Linked DNA regions of Ovis aries: region 2 is linked to region 1. Evidence: chromatin contacts called from public Hi-C data. All regions are on one chromosome and are shown on one strand. Each heading gives the region's core, a stretch centred on a gene start, on an enhancer-like site or on the middle of the called end of the contact. The rest is flanking DNA. Distances are from core to core; before and after follow the strand shown.

Evidence for each region. A called contact is a pair of places that touch in the nucleus more often than the background predicts.
Region 2: a contact with region 1 is called in a Hi-C map of blood, with 5 times the contacts expected there. The contact joins two enhancer-like sites. A contact is called at or near these places in 9 of 16 Hi-C or Micro-C datasets (blood, hypothalamus, liver and 5 more).

Annotation. Positions count from the first base shown.
Region 1 is chr4:53,312,572-53,320,162 of ARS-UI_Ramb_v3.0, reverse strand. All of the region lies in intron 1 of TFEC (transcription factor EC), which reads right to left. Among named protein-coding and RNA genes, the nearest start is that of CAV1, 60 kb to the left of the region's middle. Within about 2 kb of position 2,707, at least 2 of the 54 cell types and tissues checked have an H3K27ac peak or open chromatin away from gene starts, as enhancers often do.
Region 2 is chr4:53,646,149-53,653,739 of ARS-UI_Ramb_v3.0, reverse strand. All of the region lies in intron 2 of TFEC (transcription factor EC), which reads right to left. It overlaps TES (testin LIM domain protein), which reads left to right. Exons shown (of 7, transcript NM_001195318.1): 7 at 229-1,474. The coding sequence ends at 417. Among named protein-coding and RNA genes, the nearest start is that of TES, 66 kb to the left of the region's middle. Within about 2 kb of position 4,014, at least 8 of the 54 cell types and tissues checked have an H3K27ac peak or open chromatin away from gene starts, as enhancers often do.

The DNA of each region.
Region 1 (7,591 bases), core at 1,458-3,957:
AGAGAAAGTGAATCTATCCTTGTTTTTCTATCAGCACCACAATATTATCACTCAAACTCTAACTTTGTAGGAAACAGAAAGTTACTGGAAATCTGAAATGACTATATATTCTTTTAAGTCTGAACCTGAAAAGAGAATGAAATCTCTGGCAACTCCTGCATCCATCAACAGGAATTGGACTCTAAACAAACTAACTTCTATGAGGTTGAGCCTTTGTAAGACCCGACTTTCGAGATAACAAATAGACCAAGTTCCAGGGCCATAATATAAGATTTGGTTTCCAGGAAGGACTGACATCAGAGCTGTGCAAGGAATATTTGTGGCATGAGGCACATGGTTGAGTGGTCCACCCAAGTCTGGTCATTTCTGATTTCATAGTACCTGATTGAGGTTCTTTAGCAAAATAACAAAAAGAATTACCAACCTGATAACAAAATGCAGGCTTATAAATAATTCATTTAAGCAAGTATAACTAATACATTTTTCCCACGGAAGTGGTAAACTCTTACCATCCCAAGTAAAATCTCAAAATCTAGGTCTTGGTTCTGTCTCTTCTCATAAGGCAAAAAGCATGGAGTTGAATGAGCAAAGAGGAGGGCCTTTTTCTTTTTAAGTCAAAATAATTTTTATAAAATAGGAATTATGAAAGAGATCAGGACCTATACTATATATATATATATTATAAGGCTGTAAGGATTCAATGAGTTAATTGATATCAAAATCTCAACACAGTTCTTAAACATTATCTCTTAGCACCAATTATCTTCTTCTTGGCTTCTCAGTTTTGAACTTTAGTACTTTACAAATGGCACTAGTGGTAAAGAACCCGCCTGCCAATACAGAAGAGACATAAGAGATTATGGTTTGATCCCTGGGTCGGGAACATTCCTTGGAGGAGGGCATGGCAACCCACTCCAGTATTCTTACTTGGCGAATTCCCACAGACAGAGGAGCCTGGAGGGCTACAGTCCATGGGATCTCAAAGAGTCAGACACGGCTGAAGCGACTTTCCCACCTTTCAAACACTTAAGCTTTTCCTCCTCTTTTGTGTTCTTTTGTATCAAGTTGCTTTATATATGGCTCTTTCACTGCCTCTCACTCTAGGTTGTGCAGCTGGTACTCGGGCCAGGCTCACGCTTGCCTCCATTAAGGGCTATTGGACAGGTACTGGAGGGTCCAATGCCAAAGAACACACCAACAGACTGAAGATAGTTACATGCAGGATTGCTCAGGACCAAGGAGTTTCCCAGGATATGGGGGTTGCAGTGCTAAGACAGAGACAGTCTGGGCTACCCTTGGTGGTTGGTCACCCTAGCTGGAGCATCTTTTTAAGGAAGTCAATTGGCAGGAAGTCAGGGTCTCAAGGTCAGGCTCCACTTCTGGGCAAGAATTAGGTTTAAGAAAAGAAGGGATGGAAAGAATAAAGCAAACCCCAGCCCTAGAGACATTAGGCCTATGCTTTTTAAGGGAAGCAAGAACCTAGTTAACAAAACTGAAATTCAAGAAGGCAGGGTCATAGAGTCAAGGCTCAACTAGAGCATAGGTGGCATGAGTATTGTGCTATAAATGCTTAAATCTCAATGGTTTCAACAAGGCTGAACTATCTCAGCCCCAAGCAAAACAAAGATGCAGATGCTGGGTGAAGCAATCTACCCTGCACCATCCTCTCTTTTTTTAACACTCTTAAAATTATGATAAAATTCACATAAAATTACCTTCTTCACAAATTTTAAGTGTACAGTTCAATAACATTAAGCGTATTCACATTGCCCTGCTTCCAATTTCTAGAATCTGTCACCCTGAAAACTGAATTATGTACCCATTAAGCAACAATTTCTCATTTGACCCTTCCCCAGCCCCCCACAATCACCATTTTACTTTCTGTTTCTGTGAGCTTGACTACTCTAGATACTTCATTTCAATGGAATCAAACAGTATTTGTCTTTTTGTGACTGGCTTATTTCATTAGTATAATGTTCTCAAGTTTCATCCATGTTATAATATGTGTCAGAATTTACTTCCTTTTTAAGGCTGAATAATATTCTTTGGCACATACCAGGTGTTGTTTATCCACTCGTGTGTCAACGGACATTTGGATCACTTCCATCTTTTGTCTATTGTGAAAAATGCTACTATGAACATGAGTATAAAAATATCTCTTCAAAACCCTGCTTTCAATTTTTTTGGATAAAAACTGGCACATGGAATTCCTTTGATCTCTTCTTAAGCTCTCAACCTGACCTTATCACATCTCCTTATAGAATCTCTGTGGCTTTCTCAGGGTGACAAGAGCTTGCTACCCTTCCCATGGAACAGCTCTGCCCTGTTACTGTTACCAAGGCTATAGTTGCTGCCTCTGCTGTACTTTCAAACTCTTGGGACCAGAACGTTAATTTTTTCTGCATGTTCATCCATTCATTCATTTACTGAAGAAATACTGACTGTAAGGCTGAGACATGAAGACTGACAAGATAACATCCAGTGAAAAGTAGAGGGGAGAAGAGCATTAGAAGTCAAGCAAACATCATGTGTGAAGACTTACACCTGATACATCTTTTCTCACCTTCCCTGATTTTCTACTACTCTTCCACATCAGGGCACACCCTCTTGGGTTCCATACAGTCTGCCTCACCTAGTACCTTCCTAATCATTTGGCCAGGAAAGATTCCTTCTTGACCTTCCTTGGACCCTCACCACCAGCTGCAGCTACCTCATCACCTCCAGCAGCCTCATATCTGCTTATCTCCAACAAAACTCACAGCAGATGCTCTGAAAGCATTGACTCCTAGAAACAATGATTCTTCCTCTCTGCTCTCCAGTGGACTGGGATAGGTTCTTTATCTTGCCCAAGTATTTTGAGATAGACAAGAACAGCCCCTAAGGCAAAGGCCCCCCTGGAAATTCCTATTCCTTTAGGAGAAAACATTCCATTATCATTTCTCTCTCTTTTCAAATTTCCCTTTTATTAAATCATATTGAAACCCTATGCAAGCCAATTTTCAGTATTTAATATGAATAACTCTTCCTACAATTACCTATGAATTGTGTCTTCAACAGATAGGGCATCAGGTGGTATGCTGCTGGTGACATTCAAAAGGAGAGCATCTTGATCTGGAATCACATCCTCTAGTCTGATCCTTTCTAACAAATCAAGAGAACTCAGAAAATTTGCTTATTAACTTTATCATTCCAGTTTTTGTGGACCTTTTAATTTAATAATATCTCTTGTTTTTTTACATCAAAATTGTTTTCAAACAAAATGAAACAAAAAAGCAGGTATATGTTCCATTTATATTGGTCTTCAATGGCCAAAAATGAATCAGGAGGTAGCTTAAAGCTGAGTTTCAGCTTCATTATGTGAAACTTCATCAAAATTTCCAAAATGCATATTTTTAACAAGTACGGTTTAAGAGGATGGTGTTCTGTGAATGTTAGTGCATAGACTGCCATCTACTGGGCATTTATGATAAAAAACTAGCTAAACTGATCTAGGACCAAGGGATTTAATAACTTAAGCAGGATCTGTAAAAGAAAAATATGTCACAAATATTTTTAATTTAATAACAAATGTAAGTATCTAAATGGCTGAATGGAATAAATAAGCAGAATATGCAATCACAGCAATATTCCATATGGAAATACTTGTTACTAAGGAGTTTTCATCTGCCACTCTGATGAAAATAGAATAGCAATGTTCATGCTAATAAAACGACTTTCAAAATGTGATAAGCCAGAGAGCAGAGATAATTCATATCATGCTTCCTGTAGTAAAGTAAAAGTAGATGCATGGAACTTCCCTTTTTTCCAAAATGATTGCAGAATAGGACATTCTGTCTAATCATACATTCTGAAAACATACATTATAAGTGTGTACACAGTTAAGGAAATTTATAGAAGCTTACCATTTTCTAAGAAATTGAAATCAAATCACATTTATAATGCTTAATTTTTCATAAGTTAAGTTCAACCTTCATTTCAGAAGCCAGTTCTGGGTTTTGTAGTGCTTTGTGATCATTATTAAAAACATTATTTTTTATAATGTTGCAAAAAATACATTTAGTTGAGCTTTGACCTGTTGTTACTCTAGATAAGTGCTAGACTGATTGGATGGCAGAAAAATACAAGAGTTTTGCATTTTTAAATGCTCAAAGTACATACACATGGGAGTGACAAGGTGAGTTCTGAATATTTGGCATACAAATGGGAGTAGCAATGTGGGTTTTTTGCACAGTAATTTTATAATAAGGGGGAAATTTGGGATAGGGCAGACTTAGGGATGAAAAACATAAACTCATTATAGATATTACAACCAATTTTTATAAGTCACATATCATTTTTCTACTTACTTTGGAGCAAATCGTCCCATGCATATGCACCTTGTTAGAGAGGTCCTTTCAATAACAATATAGTAAGTTGCTCCCTTGTAGCTCAGTCGGTAAAGAATTTGCCTGCAGTGCAGGAGATCCAGGTTCAATTCCTGGGTTGGGAAGATCCCCTGGAGAAGGAAATGGCAACCCACTCCAGTATCCTTGCCTGGAAGATCTCATGGACAGAGGAACCTGGTGGATTGCAGTCCATGGGGTCGCAAAGAGTTGGGCACGACTGAGCGCCTAACACACACAAGTTGCTCCCAGTCATCCTAAGTCTTAGAAAAATGTGTGTATGAGTGTATATATGTATGTGTGTGTTTGTGAATATGTATGTGTAATACATGGGGCTTCCCAGGTGGCTTGGTGATAAAGAATCTGCCAGCCAATGCAGGAGACGCTAGAGATGTGGGTTCAATCCCTGAGCTGGGAAGATCCCCTGGAGGAGGAAATGGCAACCTTCTCCAGTATTCTTGCCTGGGAAATCCCATGAACAGAGGAGCCTGCCTATCTGATGGAAAAGAGTCAGACACGACTGAGCAATTGAATATGCACGTGTATATGTATGTCTGTATGTTTGGGTGTTTGTGTGTTGTTGGAGGAGTTGTTTATCTGGCAATAGTGGTTAAATTAAAATATGTTCTATGATGCCATAGAAATCAAGATATTATACACTAGTGAAAGAGTTAGATGAGTAGATTAAATTTTAACTGCAAGAGCACAAGAGAAAGTATACCTAACAATAAATAATTTGGAATGAATAAAATGGGATGAAGTTTCTATTCAAAATCCTTTAGTATTTTCAGAGTAGAATTCAAGAAAGCTAAAATTTAAGTTAATCAACATTTTTAAAAACTGTCCATTTTTCTTTGCAGACACTATAATAAAAAGAAAAGCATACATTTCAATATCTCATGGGACTCCTGAGCTTTTTCTTTAAACTGAATTTTCAAACACAAAAAAATTAGCTTAGAAAAAGAATTATAGGGGTTGGGCATTGAAATTCATGCTTACTAATTGTTACAAAGTGTTCTCTGTTTTTGCATGTTTTCTTCCTTGTTGTGAACCAGAAGGAAAAAAAAAAAATCTTCGCTTTACCTTAATTCTATTAAATCAAACTTACATAGCTGAAACCATGAGAGAGAATTCAATTATGGAATCAGTCCTAAAGCACTTGTATAGTGAAATCTGCCCCTGCCCCCCGCAAAAAAATGGGAGTGGTGAATATGAAATAACAAGAGTCACATATAGTCAATCAGCATACAAAACACCAATTTAAGTATATTGGTGAACGTCACTTTAAATTTATCAAGAAGTTCCCATATTTCCTACACTCTGTAAATTTATATGGTCTAAGATGGCAACCACTAGTCATATGTGACTATTTAAATTTAAATTAAAACTTGTTATTTTTTGTTGTTTCATCACTAAGTCATGTCCAACTCTTTTGCAAACCCATGGGTTGTAGCCCACCAGGCTCCTCTGCTTGGATTTTCCAGGCAAAAATACTAGAGTGGGTTACCATGCCCTTCTCCAGAGGATCTTGCCAACCCAAAGATTGAACCCAGGCCTCCTACATTGCAGGCAGATTCTTTACCCTTTGAACTACAGGGAAGATCTAAAAATACTGGAGCAGATTCCTATTTCCTTTTCCAGGAGGTTTTCCCAACCCAGGGATCAAACCTGTGTCTCCTGCAGTGGCAGGCAGATTCTTTACCAGTGAGCCACTTAAAATTAAAATTTAGTTTCTCAGTCTCACTAGCTACATTATAGTTTCAAGTATTGGGTTGGCAAAAAAGTTCATAAGATAGTAGAGAAAGACTCAAACTTTTAGGCCATCTCAATATTAAGCAAAGCAGATATATATTAGACAGCGTTACTACAAATCATTAAAATTCTATCTTAGTTTTTGTTAAAACTTATAACATCAGGTTTTTTTTTAAGCAAAAGAATAACAATACTCCTCCAACTAACAACTGTTTTATTTACTAGTTTATTGGGTAGACATATTCCAAGCTTCAAAATGGAGTTGGCTGGCATACATATCCAATGCTTAAGATATCTTACAGGGTACTAGAGTTTGAAAGAGCCTAGAGATACATATGGCACCCCACTCCAGTACTCTTGCCTAGAAAATCCCATGGACGGAGGAGCCTGGTGGGCTGCAGTCCATGGGGTCGCTAAGAGTCGGACATGACTGAGCGACTTCACTTTCACTTTTCCCTTTCATGCATTGGAGAACGAAATGGCAACCCACTCCAGTGTTCTTGCCTGGAGAATCCCAGGGACAGGGGAGCCTGGTGGGCTGCCATCTATGGGGCTGCACAGAGTCGGACACGACTGAAGCGACTTAGCAGCAGCAGCAGCAGAGATACATAAGATCCAGCCCTCTCATTTTACCAATGAGGTTATTCAGACAGACTTGAAGAGGAAAACAGTTTGCATAAGAACACAGGAGCTACAGTGTTATGTGGCAGCCTGGAGAGGAGGGGAGTTTGGCAGAGCGTGGACACATGTTTATGTATGGCTGAGTCCCCTTTGCTGCTCAGCTGAAACTATCACAACATTGTATACATGCGTGCTAAGTCGGTTGTGTTGAGTCTTTGGGACCCCATGGACTGTACCCCACCAGGCTTCTATGCGCATGAGATTCTCCAGGCAAGAATACTCGAGTGGGTTTTCATGCCTTCCTCCAGGAGATCTTCCTGACTCAGGGATTGAAACTGCATCTCTTATGTCTTCTGCTTTGGCAGGCAGATTCTTTACCACTAGCACCATTAATTGGCTATACCCCAACACAAAATTAAAAGTTAAAAAAAAAAAAAAGAAAACACAGGAGCTACCCAGCTCCATGTCTAGAATCCAGCCTTCTGACTTCAAATCGCATGCTACAGTTTGGATACCAAAGAGTAAGTTATATCTTTCCTGAGACTATATCATAACCTGAATAAATCTCACAAGGTATATAAAGAAATTAAATGAAATTTTAAAAATGGAGACTCAATACACTCTGTATGGAAATATTCAGCAGTACTCAAAACTAACACTAGGTGTCATATCATTAGATTTGAAAAGCTAAACCTGATGAACACACAGTTATATATTTGATCAAAAATTATCTGTCTTCCAAAACTCACTACAAAATTATATGTATTGCATGGTAAAGTAGCTTTGCTTGACTTGGTTGTCCCTACAGATTGGGCCAAGATAAGCAGTCAGTCCCT
Region 2 (7,591 bases), core at 2,765-5,264, 330 kb before region 1:
CTTAGAAGCAGCAAGTGCTGTTTGGACTTCACCTGTTATTTCCCACATGCTCCGCATATAACTATGAAGGTTAACTAGAAGGTCATTCTCAGTTGTGTATCTTTGAGGTTGTCATTCTTGGTTTATTTTGCCATCTAAAGAAATGCACTGTTTGTTCTAACGTGAAAATGTTACCATCACAGTTTGATCTCTCATCCTTTTCTCTTCTTTGTATAACTGCCTTAACAGGTGTGTCAAGGATGCCACAATGCCATTGATCCCGAAGTGCAGCGGGTGACCTATAACAACTTTAGCTGGCACGCGTCCACAGAGTGCTTTCTGTGCTCCTGCTGCAGCAAGTGTCTCATTGGGCAGAAGTTCATGCCCGTAGAAGGGATGGTTTTCTGCTCAGTGGAGTGTAAGAAGATGATGTCTTAAGAGGAGAGCACCAAGCAATATTGAGCCCTAGCTATCCAGAGTGGTCTGCATTTCTACTGTAAAATGCAATTTGGAAAAATAAAAGGAAAAAAAAAAAGAAACTGTAAAGGAAACCAGGAAATTTTGTTCAGTATCTTTCTTTGATGTTTTTCCTAACCAAATTTTTGCATCTCAATTTTTAAAACCTGCTTTAAGCATTTAATTTTTAAAATGGTAAAGAGTTTTACCTTTCTTTGGCTTTCCAGATGTAAAATCTTTTGAGTTGGAAGCCTGAGTTTAATGTCTTCATATTCCTACCTTCTTTATGCCAAACACAGTATATATGAAACACTTAAAAGTTAGTGTTTGAATGGAAAGATGAGCATTTCATGTTCTATATTCTTTTTCCCTTCTTGTATAAAATGAAAAGGAAATTAAACTTGCCCTAATGCCAAGGCTGTACGTTTATTGCCTCATCTTATTCGCTGAATTTTATAGTGATACACAGTGAATTCTTTTGACAGAGAAAATAGAAATGCAGCATAGTATGAAGAACCATTATCATTTTAATGTCTATGCATTTGCTATTTCCTAACTTAGGCAGAGATGGCTTTACTGCATATCTCTATTTTTTTTTTAATCTGCTCTACCTCTCAGTATTCTCTTTGTAAGCTGATGACCTCCATTTGTGGCCTTGAATATTTTATTGTCACATGTGGCTTCCACACTTTTTACTTCTATAGATGATTTTTGGCAAGCCACTCATTTATATTTCCAATCCAAAGAACATGAATACTTTTTTGTATCCAAGAAGCTATAACTTGTATTCTTTGCACTTGGCTGTGTGGTTTGAATAGACTTTTTGCACGGTTTCCATTCTTTTCTAATGGATACTGTCCTATGATATGATGCCTGTTCATGGATATATAACAAATGTCTTCTTTGCCTGTATACTTCTTTCCTTAAGTATTTCTAATGTTTATTTTTCCTTTTCTACTTCCATACAAAGCTATGCACTATGAAAATTAAATGGAATGAATATGTATTATTATTCAAAATAAAGTCTCTTTCACTTTAATAATTATAACTTTATTTCTTGTATCTTTTTCGTTTGAGAGCCAAAAAGTCCTTCTGCAATTAAGTATTTGTTACAGCAGGGGGCAGTGTTTCCAAGGATAAAAAATAACCTGACAAATAAGGGCACTTCCTGACAAAACAGAACAGAAACTAGACTTTTCATTATGCCGAAGGGCTAAGTTTTATGAAACTTCATAATAAGTGAAAGCATTTAAATAGTTGGTTTTCAAGTCACGCATGAGTTTTTTCTTTCAGAAAAAAGAAAGTGTCATTTTAATTGAAGTCGGGAAAGCTACGGTCTTTTCAGGTAAGTCTAACGAGTATTAACTCTCATACTCAAATTGCAACTCTGGATTTCTATGAATTTTTTCACAGCAGGCTATTGTGAAAAAGGAAGCAAACGTGGAATAGTTGTAGCTTTGTTCTTCCTAATATTAGCAGGTTATGAGGTGGTGTGGGTTTTTTTTCCCCTCAGTCTATAAAGTATTTGTCACAGTAGAAGTAGCACTTTTCTCTGACACACACCCAGGATAATTTGATTATTTTTGAGCTCATATTTGTTTGGCTAATAGTGTTTCTCCTAAATTTTATACCCCACACCCCCACCCATCCCAACTCCACACTCACTAACATACCAGCATTCCACATCTCTTCCCTCTCTGCATTATGCTTTCCTTAGCCATGAAGAAGTGAGTTGAACACATCACCTTATCCAAGAAGTAATATAATCCTACATATAATTTTAAATGCTAATGTCACAGATATCCATCATTGTCTATAAGTATCACTTTATGCTTTCTCTAGTTTACCTTTGTCTCAAATGGCAAAAGATATATTTCCATTGCATTTTTTCTGTGAAGTTTAACAGCTTAATTTTCCCAAACATGGCTAAGTGAGAATAAACTGAAACAGTTTCTCTGCAGTTAACAGAACTACTCTTCACAGGTCTGCCTGCGCAGCCTCTCCTCTCCTGGAGCTGAGATTGAAGCAGGCTGTTTTGGAGATGGAGAAGCTCAAGAAATTTGGTTAAATCCATCTCTCGCTACCTGAGATACTGATTGCATGATTTCCTGGAAGAGGAAACTACTTTGCCTGAGGAATATAGAATCTTTGTTTTGATTCATTACCCTGACTTAGTTTTACTTTGGCCTTGTAATACAATAGAATGAACTGTAATGAAATGTAATGCAAGAGAATGTGCACCATTTTCATTGTTTATCACTTTTTTTTTTTTTTTTTAGCAAAAGGGTTTTCAAATACTTTGCCCTTTAAGCACTTAACAAGAGAGTAAGATGGTTACTAGATTTATAAGATTTTCTTTTCCTCTAGCACTTAGGATATGGTCACCCCACTTTATATAGTCATCACTTTATTTTCTGCACTGACTTCAATTCTAAATAATGGCTTACTTGATACAGGTGCCAGCATTAAATCCTCCCCTTGCAATGGGGAAAAGATAAGAAAGTAATATTTCTATCTGAATGTGTACATTTTTTCCTTCAAAAATAGATATGAAGAATAACCTTTTGGCCTACTTAACTGCCTATGGGGTCAATAAATGGAAATTTCTATCATCCAAATCCCATTTAAGTTATATTTTTCAAATATATAGCTTATCCCCTTTTTGTACTCAGTATAGCAGGCATTTGACTAACATGTCTGTGTATTGATAATTAGCAGTTGAGAGACCCTTAGCCTGAGAGGGACTAGATAGGAGGGACAGGATACTGGAATATGAACCACACAATAAAGGTACCACAGACAGTAAGAAAATAAATGCCTTTCCCCTCTTATTCACCTGTTCAGCAGTGAGTACTTGAGAACAGCAATGTTAGATGCAGAAAGAGAAGGGAGATATTTCTTTCCTGAGACCCAGGAAGTTCGAAAGAAGATTTTGACACATCAGTTGGTGGAGTATATTGAAGTAATACATTTAGCATCCTTATTGGAAGAATCAGACATATTAGAATGACTAATCATGAACTCATCCACAGAATTTGCATATCCTATTCATCTTTTAAGGGCTTCCCAGGTGGCTCAGTGGTAAAGAATCCTCCTACCAATGCGGGAGATGCAAGTTTGATCCCTGGGTTGAGAAGATTCCCTGGAGTAGGAAATGGCAACCCACTCCCATAATCTTGCCTGGAGAATCCCATGGACAGAGGAGCCTGGCGGGCTGCAGTCCAGATTGTTTCCAAGGGTTGGACACGACTGAGCACACATGTATTCATCTCTAAACAGAAGGATTTTGCTCTTAACTTTTGAATACAGTTGTAATTTTAAGAAATCAGTGCATTTTTGTTATCCAGTCCCTTTAAGAAATACAAGTTGCTCAAGAAACTAGTCATCATACTTTACAGTATGGTGTCCTTTTTATTTAATTTTTTTCTTTTTTAAATGAGGGGCTGAAGGTTGTTTTTCCTTTAATCAACTCTAGCTGAAGCTTCTGTGACTCTGAAGTCTTCAAGCACAGATTTCCAAATCTGACTTTGAAGTATTTCAGCCCAGTTTCACCGAAGTCAAGAGATTCATTACTGACTCATTCTTAAGGAATTTTCAACACGCAGTGTTTAAGCTCATCCAACGTCACCATGGTTACCAAAGAGACACCACAGCCCAAGATGAGCATTAAGCCTTTGTCTTAAGATGCCCTGGCACATCTGAACTTGTCTTCTGGCTGTTCACTTAATTCCTCAGAAAACTTATGACTCTATCAGTGCCTCCATAAAATAGCACTTTACCACACATTCTCGTTAGATACGTCCTGCCCCGCCCTGACTTCTCCCAATTTGAGTGCTCAGTGAGAACTCTTAACGTTGAACTAGATATTCATATACATGAAAGGACTCACTGGGGTACATGCGTGTGTTTTGAGCAAACAACCTAAAACACATTCTTGCTTGATTAATGAGAGTTTTTTTCATGTATTTACTAGATGTTTAAATAGCTTTAACTAAGTATTTTGCCTCTTCATGGGCTGACAACATGTCATTGTAGCTTCTATTTAATCTGATAATGTATTTTGAAACCCTCAAGACATCATTAACCTTTCATATTGTTTTGAATGGCATTTTATGCTGACATTTTTAAAGGAGACTATTGATTTTTCTTCAGTGATACTTTTCCCCAGGATATCTTGACCTTCAAACAATAACACAAACAACTTGTACCCAAGTATCTTTACTAGAGCCCGCCATTGAATGCAGAAACATTTGAATTGACATTCTCAAGTAGTGACTAACTTTGAAAGCATCATGGCATAGTTCAAAGGAGGGCTGGAGTTAGGAGTCTAGAGACCTGGCTAAGTCCCACTGATCCTCTCTCTCACAGTTACACTGAATAGAACAGAGGAAAGATTGTTGGATTTGAGGAGTCTAGGAAATAACAGGCCTGAGTGTGGGTTGGACATCTACAAATATATTGAAGTCACCAAGAACAGTAACTTCAAAATTGGTAAAGGAGTACGTCAAGGCTGTATATTGTCACTCTCTTTTTTTTAACTTATATGCAGAGTACATCATGTGAAATGCCAGGCTGGATGAATTACAAGCTGGAATCAAGATCACTGGGAGAGAGAACAAACTCAGACATGGAAATGATATCACCCTAATAGCAGAAAATGAAGAGGAACTAAACAGCCTCTCGATTAGGGCGAAAGAGGAAAGTGAAAAGCTGGCTTAAAACAACATTCAAAAAACATTTGAATGGCATCTGGTCCCATCATTTCATGGCAAATAGATGGGGGAAAAGTAGAAACAGTGGCAGATTTTATTTTCTTGGGCTCTAAAATCACTGTGGATGGTAGCTGCAGCTATGAGATTAAAAGACACTTACTCCTTGGAAGAAAAGCAATGATAAACCTAGAGAGCATAGTAAAAAGCAGAGCCATCACTTTGCTGACAAAGGTCCACATACTTAAAGGTATGGGCTTCCCCTGGTGGCTCAGTGGTAAAAATCTGCCTGCAATGCAAGGGTAGCAGGAGATGCAGGTTCAATCCCTGGGTTGGGAAGATGCTGGAGGAGGAAATGGCAACCCATTCCAGTATTCTTGCCTGGAGAATCCCGTGGACAGAGGAGCCTGGCAGTCCATAGGGTTGCAAAGAGTCAGACACAACTGAAGTGACTTAGCATGGTTTTTCCAGTAGTCATGTACAAATGTGAGAGTTGGACCATAGAGAAGGCTGCAAACCAAAGAACTGATACTTTGGAACTGTGGTGTTGGAGAAGACTCTTGAGAGTCCCTTGGACTGCAAGGAGATCAAACCAGTCCATCCTAAAGGAAATCAACCCAGAATATTCATTGGAAGGACTGATGGTGAAGCTGAAACTCCAGTAGTTTGGCCAGATGTGAAGAGCCGACTCACTGGAAAAGACCCTGTTGCTGGGAAAGATTGAGGGCAGGAGGAGAAGGGGGCAACAGAAGATGGCATCACCAACTCAATGGACATGAGTTTGAGTAAACTGGGAAATAGTGAAGGACAGGAAGCCTGGCATGCTGCCGTCCATGGGATTCAAAGAGTCAGACAAGCCTTAGCAACTAAACACCACCACCATTGAGAATAACAATAGGGAAATCAGCAGAGAGAAGAATGAGCCAGAGGCTAAAGTCATGTTAAAAAATGAAGGAGTGTGCTGGATTTGATAGAACATGGCATCTAAGGATAGAAATAGATGGTAAAGTCTGTAGCCATGTACTAGATACATTTTAAAGAACTGTGACTGAGGAAACAAAAAGGAATTGACATGAAACCAAGAAGGATCATGAGGGGCTCCTGGGCACAGAAGTCTTCTTATGCCCCATTTGTTGTAGGCAAGACTCCAGTCTTCTCTGAATTCCAAAAGGCAGATTCGGACAGTTGCTAATCAGAGGAGAAGCAGCCAAGAAATCACGTGAGGCAACATTAAAGGGACCAGAGAAGCTCTTAAAGATTGGAGACCAACCATCTGAGGCCCTGCAGAGACCCTAATCTTGTCAGCTGCTGCTGCTAAGTCACTTCAGTCATGTCAGACTGTGCGACCCCATAGACAGCAGCCCACCAGGCTCCCCCACTCCTGGCAACCCCATATAAACCCCATTTTTGCTATAAAACTCCATCAGATTCCCCAAGGTTGTGAAACCTAGCTTTCGAAGGCAAGAGCTCACTTGTCCCCCTTTGCATGGCCAAACAATAAAGCTATTCTTTACCCCAAACTCTATCTCTGAGATTCAGTTTTGCATTGGTGTACAGAGAGGCTGAGCTTTTGGCATCAGAAATAACAATGAGGAATGAGGAAGATACCTACTCCACTGGCATTGCAGAACTCCCATATGGGAGAAAAAGTAGCTGGCCTCTGCTTGAAAGACTTTGAGGGATAACCAGGGATCAGTTGGAGCAAGATGAAGCTCTTGAGAGTACAAGGTAGTTTGCAGTTCATAGAAGTTGAATTTTAGAGAGCCCAGAGGTAAAGTTAAGGAGTGTAGGAAGGAAAAGAGCCAAATTAGGAAATTCACAAAGAAGAATGGGTATCAAGTTTCCAAATGAGGCCAGAAAAATCTAGATATCTGGGGTAAACAGGACTGAGGGGCATACCAAGTTTAGATTGCTAGTGAAGGATGAGCTTTTGGCTGTAAATAACTAAAAACACAGCTAAGATCAACTTAAAGACCGGACATAGGCTAGTCCAAATTTGGCTCAAAACAAGCTGTTTTTAATCTCTATGCTCTGTTATCCTCTCTGCGTTGCATTCCATTCTCAGGTTTGTCCTTCCATTCAAGCACCCCTCCTTCACATAATAGCATCCAAGATACAGAGCAGAGAGAGGGCAAAAGGTTATTTTACTTTCTTAATAAGGAGAAAAATCCCCAGAGGCCCCAGCAGACCTACCTACCCTTCCATTTCATTAGCTAGAACTAATTCACATGCTCCTTCACATGAGAAGAAAAAAACAGTAGCTAGAGTTGACTTATCTGATCATAATTCATACTCTGAGTACTGGACACATGACCATCCAGAGCAAAATCAGTGTTCTGATACAGGAAGAAAAGAAATGACCATTGAGTTGTTGAATGGCAAAGACCGCATAAATGAATAGTCATTTAGAACTCAGAGTCTTTTAGCCAGGCAATTGTTTATGAAAG